Linked DNA regions of Mus musculus: region 1 is linked to region 2. The links are chromatin contacts, called in public HiChIP or PLAC-seq maps. All regions are on one chromosome and are shown on one strand. The core of a region is the stretch at or near the end of the contact, and the rest is flanking DNA. Distances in the headings are between cores, read along the strand shown.

What was found. HiChIP or PLAC-seq counts read pairs in DNA pulled down with a chosen protein or histone mark.
Region 1: an H3K27ac HiChIP or PLAC-seq map of double positive thymocytes shows a contact between it and region 2, with 6 times the contacts expected there. The contact joins two enhancer-like sites.

What each region holds. Positions count from the first base shown.
Region 1 is chr17:52,211,360-52,214,824 of GRCm38.p6, reverse strand. No RefSeq gene overlaps it. Among named protein-coding and RNA genes, the nearest start is that of Gm19585, 64 kb to the right of the region's middle. Within about 2 kb of position 1,679, at least 12 of the 459 cell types and tissues checked have an H3K27ac peak or open chromatin away from gene starts, as enhancers often do. A contact at or near this core is called in double positive thymocytes, where this site is marked.
Region 2 is chr17:51,874,980-51,878,865 of GRCm38.p6, reverse strand. No RefSeq gene overlaps it. Among named protein-coding and RNA genes, the nearest start is that of Gm20098, 5.8 kb to the left of the region's middle. Within about 2 kb of position 2,210, at least 44 of the 459 cell types and tissues checked have an H3K27ac peak or open chromatin away from gene starts, as enhancers often do. A contact at or near this core is called in double positive thymocytes, where this site is marked.

The sequences.
Region 1 (3,465 bases), core at 430-2,929, 340 kb before region 2:
GACACATAAGTTGCACATGTGATTAAGTGGTTTTGTTGCATTTTTCTCACTATTTCCTAAACTCCTGGTTTAGCTCAACCCTCTCATTAAAAAAAAAAATACAAAAACAAACAAACAAAAAAAAAACCAACAACAAAAAAAAACAACCCTCGACCTGTGTCACTCATTGAAATGATAGCATCCTTCCCACTTCAGCTTCCTGCCTTTCTAGGGGTCACCACTGTGAGTACCAAGCTCACTCATGATTGTTGTTGTGCATTGTGTCAACGGCTCTGCAATCAGCCAAGGGCATTGTGCCGAGAAGCCATCAATTATCCCGGGTAGTCAATGAGAGTTTGCTGTTGTGAAGGGACTCAATTGAAGATAATCCATAAAAAATCAATTACATTATTATTTCTTAATTAGAGCACTTGACAATATAGCTTTCCTCAGCAAAGCCATCAGTAAATAAGCACATAAATACACATAAATAAACGCTGCTTCTGTCCCGCAGAGCTTCTCGATAAGTTCACAGTGACCTTTATCACCAAACATTTGCCAGACAAGAATGTCTGCATATTTAAGAAAATTCCCAAGCTGTTTTCCCCTATCAGACAGAAAAATGAGTCCATCACAAGTGTCTATAATAATAGCAATATTATGTTGCTGGATGATTAAAAGATCACTTAATACTTATGTACTTCTCTCCAGTTTATGAAGCGGGTTCCTCTTTGAAGCAATGGTGAGTCCAACATTCCGCTGAAATAAGTTAGATATGCTTGTCTACCAGCAACCAGTGAGGTTGGAGCACATGACATGAGACCATTTTAGCAACCTCCTCCATTCATTCTTATCCCATTTCAAATGCATTTCTTCTTGCCCTCCAGGTGATGGGTCCTTTTGTAACCTTAAGAAAGTCCTTTTGACTCAGTATTGGTCTGTATTCATCCAATTACTATTTATTAAATGTCTGTATATGTGGTGGACTCTATAGGAATGAATTGCTGATGTGCAGTTTACATTCTAATAGATAGAAAATCATAACACAATAAGCCTCAGTGCTCTACAGCCTCTGGATACATTGAATAGAATGTCCTACTCGTTCTTATGAAAGAGACGAAAGCTTTTAACATGAATTGCTAGCTAAGCTGAAACTGGAGTAACAAATGGGACTATACAAGACCAAGACAGAGGAAAATACTGTGTGTGAAGGCCTGGAAGTAAGAGATACTGTGGGTGGGGGGGGATTAAATGGATGAAGAAGGGTAGAAAAAAGGGAGGAGGGAGAGATAGAGAGTGGGGAAATAAAATAAATTTTAAAAAGCCATTGGAGGAAATGCATTCTAGTCAAACTAAAATAGATGTAAGTTCTGGGAGGGGAAGAAAGGAGGAACAGAAAATATTACCCAAGGCTAGGAAAGCATGAGCCAGAACAGCGGGCTCAGAACTGGGCTAAGGAAAACAGAGGCATGAAAAGATTTTGTTCTCAGAGTAAACTCCATTTCAGCTCTGCCATAGGGTAAGCCGTTTCCCACACAACAGTGTTCTGTCTAAACTAGGGATCTCCATTCTTCATCTTTACCCATCTTAAGATACCAGTGGCTCCCTGTCTTAGCTGTAGTAGCACCCCAGCTCCTCACCACAGAGTCTCTGTGACCTTTCTCTGTTCTCAGCTCAGAGTGTTCCACCTTGTTTGTTTTGCACACTTTTATCAAGTAGTTGTTGTCCACAGGTGTGCTGAATTTCTTCCTGCTTCAGGAAGTGTGAGCTTGATGCCCTCGCCTTTTGAAAAGCCCTTTCTGAGGTCTTAACACAGCAGACTTAGCACAACTGTCAACCAGCACATCTTCTCAGAGAGATCTGCTACCAGTCTTCTTCAAGACTTTCTAAAGATCAGCCTGTTCTTTTCTGGAATGCTGTTCCATCATATTTTCTTCAAAGCTGTATTATTTTGAGAGACAGGGAAAGCTCGCCGACACCTAGGTTGCTGTGCAGAGTGCCCACAAATGACAGAATTGCTTTTCTCCCTCATGACAGTCCAACTCGTGTGTTCCAGACTGAAGGTGCTTCTGTGCAATACTGCCACCTCTCCCTAAAGATTGTCTCCAGGACCTGTCAGGAATAAAGACACTTGGCTTAGAAGTGGCTCAAGACAATTTTGTTTACTTTACATTCTATTGGGTATATCATTCCCATGATCAGGCACCCAACTGTACGGCTTTGGGGTATTTCTCTGTAGAGACACTTCTCAGCCACAGTGGCACTGTGCAAGGCAAGCCTGGCATTGTTGAGTGGATAGTCACCTCTGACACAAAAGGGTAGTCATAGCTAAATGAATTCTAACTATTTTTCAATCCACTTATATAAATGTATAAATGCCAGAAGTAATGGTATTTTGATTTCCCTGTCAGAAGTTGAGCTCAGCTTGATAACACCAAAAAGGTTTTCTATTATGGTCAACACTATGCATGGCCACATGTCTTAGAGTACGTAGGTTCTGGAAGAGTAGATAATATTTATTGTAGAAAAATGTTTATAAAAATGCTGGAATTATGCTTGGTTTAGATAAGCCAGAGACATGGCTGTCTTATGATGAAGAGGATATGTAAGTTTTAGAATAGGGTTTCTCAAAGTGCTCTCAGCCCTGACATTTCATGTGCCTCCTTTTCTTTTTGCAGTGTGAGGAAGTAAGGACATGATCCTGGCAGGGGAGGGGGTGGTGAGTGGATAGTGGGCACTAGAGGAGCCTTCTGTTAAATTCCTTACCCAGAGGAACTTTGCATTAAGTGGTTTACTCTCCCATAATTTGGCTTAAGCTGACCACTCCTTGCCTTCAATCTCTCTCTGTGTCTCTCTCTGTGTCTCTCTCTCTCTCTGTCTCTCTCTCTGTCTCTCTGTCTCTCTGTCTCTCTGTCTCTTTCTGTGTCTCTCTCTGTGTCTCTGTCTCTGTCTCTGTCTCTCTCTCTCTCTCTCTCTCTCTCTCTCTCTCTCTCTCATCACATTGTCATGCTATATTACTCAGGCTGGACTCAAACTCACAAACTCAGCCTCCTGGGTGCTGAGATGCATGGGTGTAACACCATGTCCAACTATAGCATATTTCCAAGCTTGGGTTGGTCTTTGTGAATCAGCTGATGTTAGTAGGCAAGTGATCAGTTCTACAGAGCTCTTGTTCTGGCTCTCCTGGGTCAGGCAAACCAGCAGGACATAACAAGGAAGGCCTTTCTGCTATTCATCAAAAGGCACTTCTTAATTGGTCTGGTGATCAAACTGAGATCCTCAACTTAGCAACAGTTCTGCTATCTGATGGATTGATGGATTAGTATCTAGGAAGGGATCAACAAATAGTCACTGATTAACTTTGGATTTCAAATATCAATGATAATTCAAACATTTAAATAGTTAAAATAAATAAATAAATAAAATGAAAGCTCTAGCCCAGGTAGTTGCTGAGTGTGTGGACAGTTCAGCAAACTGCCATTTCTT
Region 2 (3,886 bases), core at 961-3,460:
CCTGGAACTCACTTTGTAAACCAGGCTGGCCTTGAACTCAGAAATCTTCCTGCCTCTGCCTCCCGAGTGCTGGGATTAAAGGCGTGCGCCACCACGCCCGGCTCAAAGACATCTTTAAAAGGCATTGTGAAGTGACAAGCAACGAAAACAAACATGAGGGCCGAAACTGAATTCTGAACTTTTAAAGATATTGCTTGAGGACATTAAGAGCTTAGGATAGGTATAACCCAGACTTGTTCCTGTTCTCGGTGTTGTTGGTCAAGGAAAAAAAAAACAAAAACAAAAAACTACAGGGCCAAACATCTGTCTATAATCTTATTACTTGGGAGGCAGAGGTTTATATTTCTAGCTTCACCTTGATTTCAAGGTGAAATTGAGCTACATAGTGAGTTCTGGGCCAGTCTGGGATACACAAGGAGATCTTGTTGCAGCACACAAAACAAAATACAGACAATAAAACTCAGGACTGAGAAAGATATCACCGTGGGGAAGCTAGTATGGAGAGAGGAGGAGCTAGGAGAGGAAGGTGCTGAAGTTTGAATTACCCAGTCTGTTAGCACTAGTGGGAGCTGGGGACACAGTAGGAAAGAGCTGTTCACCGGGCAGTGGTGGTGCGTGCCTGTAATCCCAGCATTTGGGAGGCAGAGGCAGGTGGATTTCTGAGTTCGAGGCCAGCCTGGTCTACAGAGTGAGTTCCAGGACAGCCAGGACTGCACAGAGAAACCCTGTCCAAAAAAAAAAAAAAAAAAGGAAAGAGCTGTCCGATAGAAATGCAGGGCAAGCCAAATGGGCAGCTTCGAACCTTTCAGTAGCCATATGAAAAAAACAAAGTAAGCCAGGTGTAGTGGCTTATACCTTTGATCATAGCACTCAGGAGGTAGAGGATTGCAGATCTCTGGGACTTCATAGCCAGCCTTAGAATACCTAGTGAGTTCCAGGCCAGTGATTATACACACACACACACATACACACACACACACACATATATATATATATGGAGAGAGACTATTTTTTTAAAAAGTAAGCAGTTTCCTTTTCTGCATCATTATTAATTAATTAATTATTACTTTTTTTTAAGAATAGGAGGAAGGATTACAGCCCATAAGGGGATAGGAACTCCACAGGAACACCAACAGAATCAACTAACCTGGATCCTTAGGGCTCTCAGAAACTAAACCACCAACCAAAAATCATACACAGGCTGGACCTAGGCCTCCCAGCACATATGTGGCAGATGCACTGTTTGGTCTTCGTGTAGGTCCCAAACAGCTGGAAAGGAGACTATCCCCAAAGCTGCTGACTGTCTGTGGGATATGTTCTTTTAGCTGGACTGCTGTGTTTGGTCTCAATGGGAAAGGAAGCATCTCGCCTTGCAGAGACTTGAAGTGCTAAAGTGGGAGGGATACCCACCCAGGGGGGACCCCACCTGCTCAAAGGAAAAGGAGAGAGGGAGAAAGCAGTGGATGGGATGTAAAGTGAATAAGTAGAATAAGTAAAAAAATAAAATAAAAATGAAAAAGTATCAAAGCAAGTTAAACAATTGATTTTATTACTGTTTCTCTTACTCCATTAAATTCAACATATCACATTTCAATGATTATTTGTGATATATTGAATTTTTGACAGTCTTTGAGAGAAGGTATGTATTTTATACTTACAGCATAACTCAATTAGGATACCCCATTCCATCTTGATGTGCATTTCCTAGCATTTATTTACTCTAGCCAAGGATTTTGTAATCATGCTCAAAAGATTTCCATCCACCCTCAGAATAAGGGGTTTTGCTCTGTTTGCTTTTGAGACACGGTAGCATTGGCTGACTTAGAACTCAGTGATCCACCTACCTTACTTCCCAGTGGTGAGATTAAAGGTATGCACTATCTTGCCGAGCAGGATTATTTTATAATGTTGAATTAATTGAAATCAAGTAGGATTGAAAGTGCCATCTCTCAGGCACACCTGTCTTTTCTTATGTGCCCAGTATGTCAGTAGCTACTGTCCCAAGGGAGAACACCTGGGCAGTGGGAAGGTGGGGTAATTACCCACCATGTGGATCAACTGTGAACCATGCATGACAACTGAGCACACACTGAGCTTGCTTTCATACCATTAGAACAAAGTTTCATGCCGGTGGGCAATGGGCGTGTAGGGTGTGGGTGCTTGGTGAGAGAAGCACTTTGCCTATAGAGGTGAACTCTAAGGGATGTGGTCAGAGGAGGCGGGGCTGACTGGCTGCAGTATGAGACAACCCTTTTAGCCTCTGGGCCGCTTTGCCAAGTCTCATCTACTTGAACAGCTAACGCTAACCTTTTGCCTTCCTGGCACTGATGGTTTGGGGAATGGGGAGGGGCTGCCCAGCATCTCCTTTGAAGGCTGCAACAATGTTGCAATTTAAATCCAGTGATTCAGGCGCGCTGCCACATGGACCGTGTACCACTGCTGTCTCTGGTCTTCAGCAGAAGTAGCTAGGTAGCTACGCTCCAACTTGGTCCTGAAGGATGTGGCACATCAGTGTCTCTATGCTGAGTTGAGCTCAAAGTTCAACAGCTGGTTGGTTCTGGTTTTCAGAAGACCAGTTCACTGACAGTTTGATTCTCTTAACTCTTCCCTGAAGCCCCAGATTGACTAAGGCCTATGTCCTAATTGCAGATGGCTGACTCCTCTGGTCACTGGGGCTTAATTGCTTGCCTTGTGGGCGTCCAGATGGCTGATGACTCTGCCCAACCCTACTTTGTCCCTAGGGGCTTGTTGGTCTCAGTTATCTGCTTCTTTCTGGATTGGGTGAGGCTAAGTCCTCGGAATACCAGAGTTTCACCTGCCAGATTAAAATCTCCTATCTTCTCCCTTCTGTCTTGAGTCACCTAACTGGATCTCTTTCCCGGTTCCTGGTTCTACCACTCTATCTCAACTGCACGTAGTCAGGCCTTATAACGCCCCATCCCCCAAAGCCTAAATTAGTGCACGTAAGCTGCTATTATACTTCTTTCTAACTCATTCTGCACTATGAAGTCAGATTCATTTCTTAAAATCCTGTACTTGACATGTCAAAATTTGCTGAAGAAATAATTCATAACTGTCCTACATGGAGTCAGGTGCCAGAGAGACAAAAGAAGCATATGACAATGTTCCTGGCTTCAAGTAGATTTCAAGTGAATTTGAGAGGCAGGATTCATGTGCATGATAGAGTCGGCAGAGAGTGCAGAACAAAGATTCAGATTGGCAAATTTCATCTGTGCAGGGCCAGATAGTAAATATTTTAGTTACTGTGAGCCATATATTCTGTGTTGTCGCTATCAGCTTTGTTGTAGCGCCACGGCTACAGGCAGTTCATAAATGAATGGTGTGGTTGCGTTTCAATTAAACTTTATTGGACAATGAGGGGGGTCACTAAAATCTGAATTTTATATAATTGAAGCATACCATAAATATTACTCTTCTTCTGATCTTTTCCAGTCATTTAAAAGTGTAAGCATTATTCTTAGCTTGCAGGCCATACAAAAACAGGCAGTGGGCCAGGATTTGTTTGGCTTTCATAGTTTCCCAACTCTTGGTGTAGAATATAATTTAGTACTTAATAGGGGAGTTCAGATCCAGTGATTCGGATGTAAGGGGGGAGAATGGCTGTCTGTCTGCTTATATACCATGATACGGGATAATAAGACAGAAGTGAGATGCCATTAAGGTTCCTCCACAGGAGAATCGGACTGGAACCCTGGTTTAAAAGCTAGAAAGATTTTGGAGAATGGAAGAAAGGGTGTGTCAGGTCACCAGTAGCACAGTCTAAGAGATGAGCCCCGTGTTGAAGCTAACCAGGAGTGAGATTAACCGAACAAAATAAATGGTTATGTTATCTATCTGTCTAGTAAGTAATGGAGAGAAATGTGGC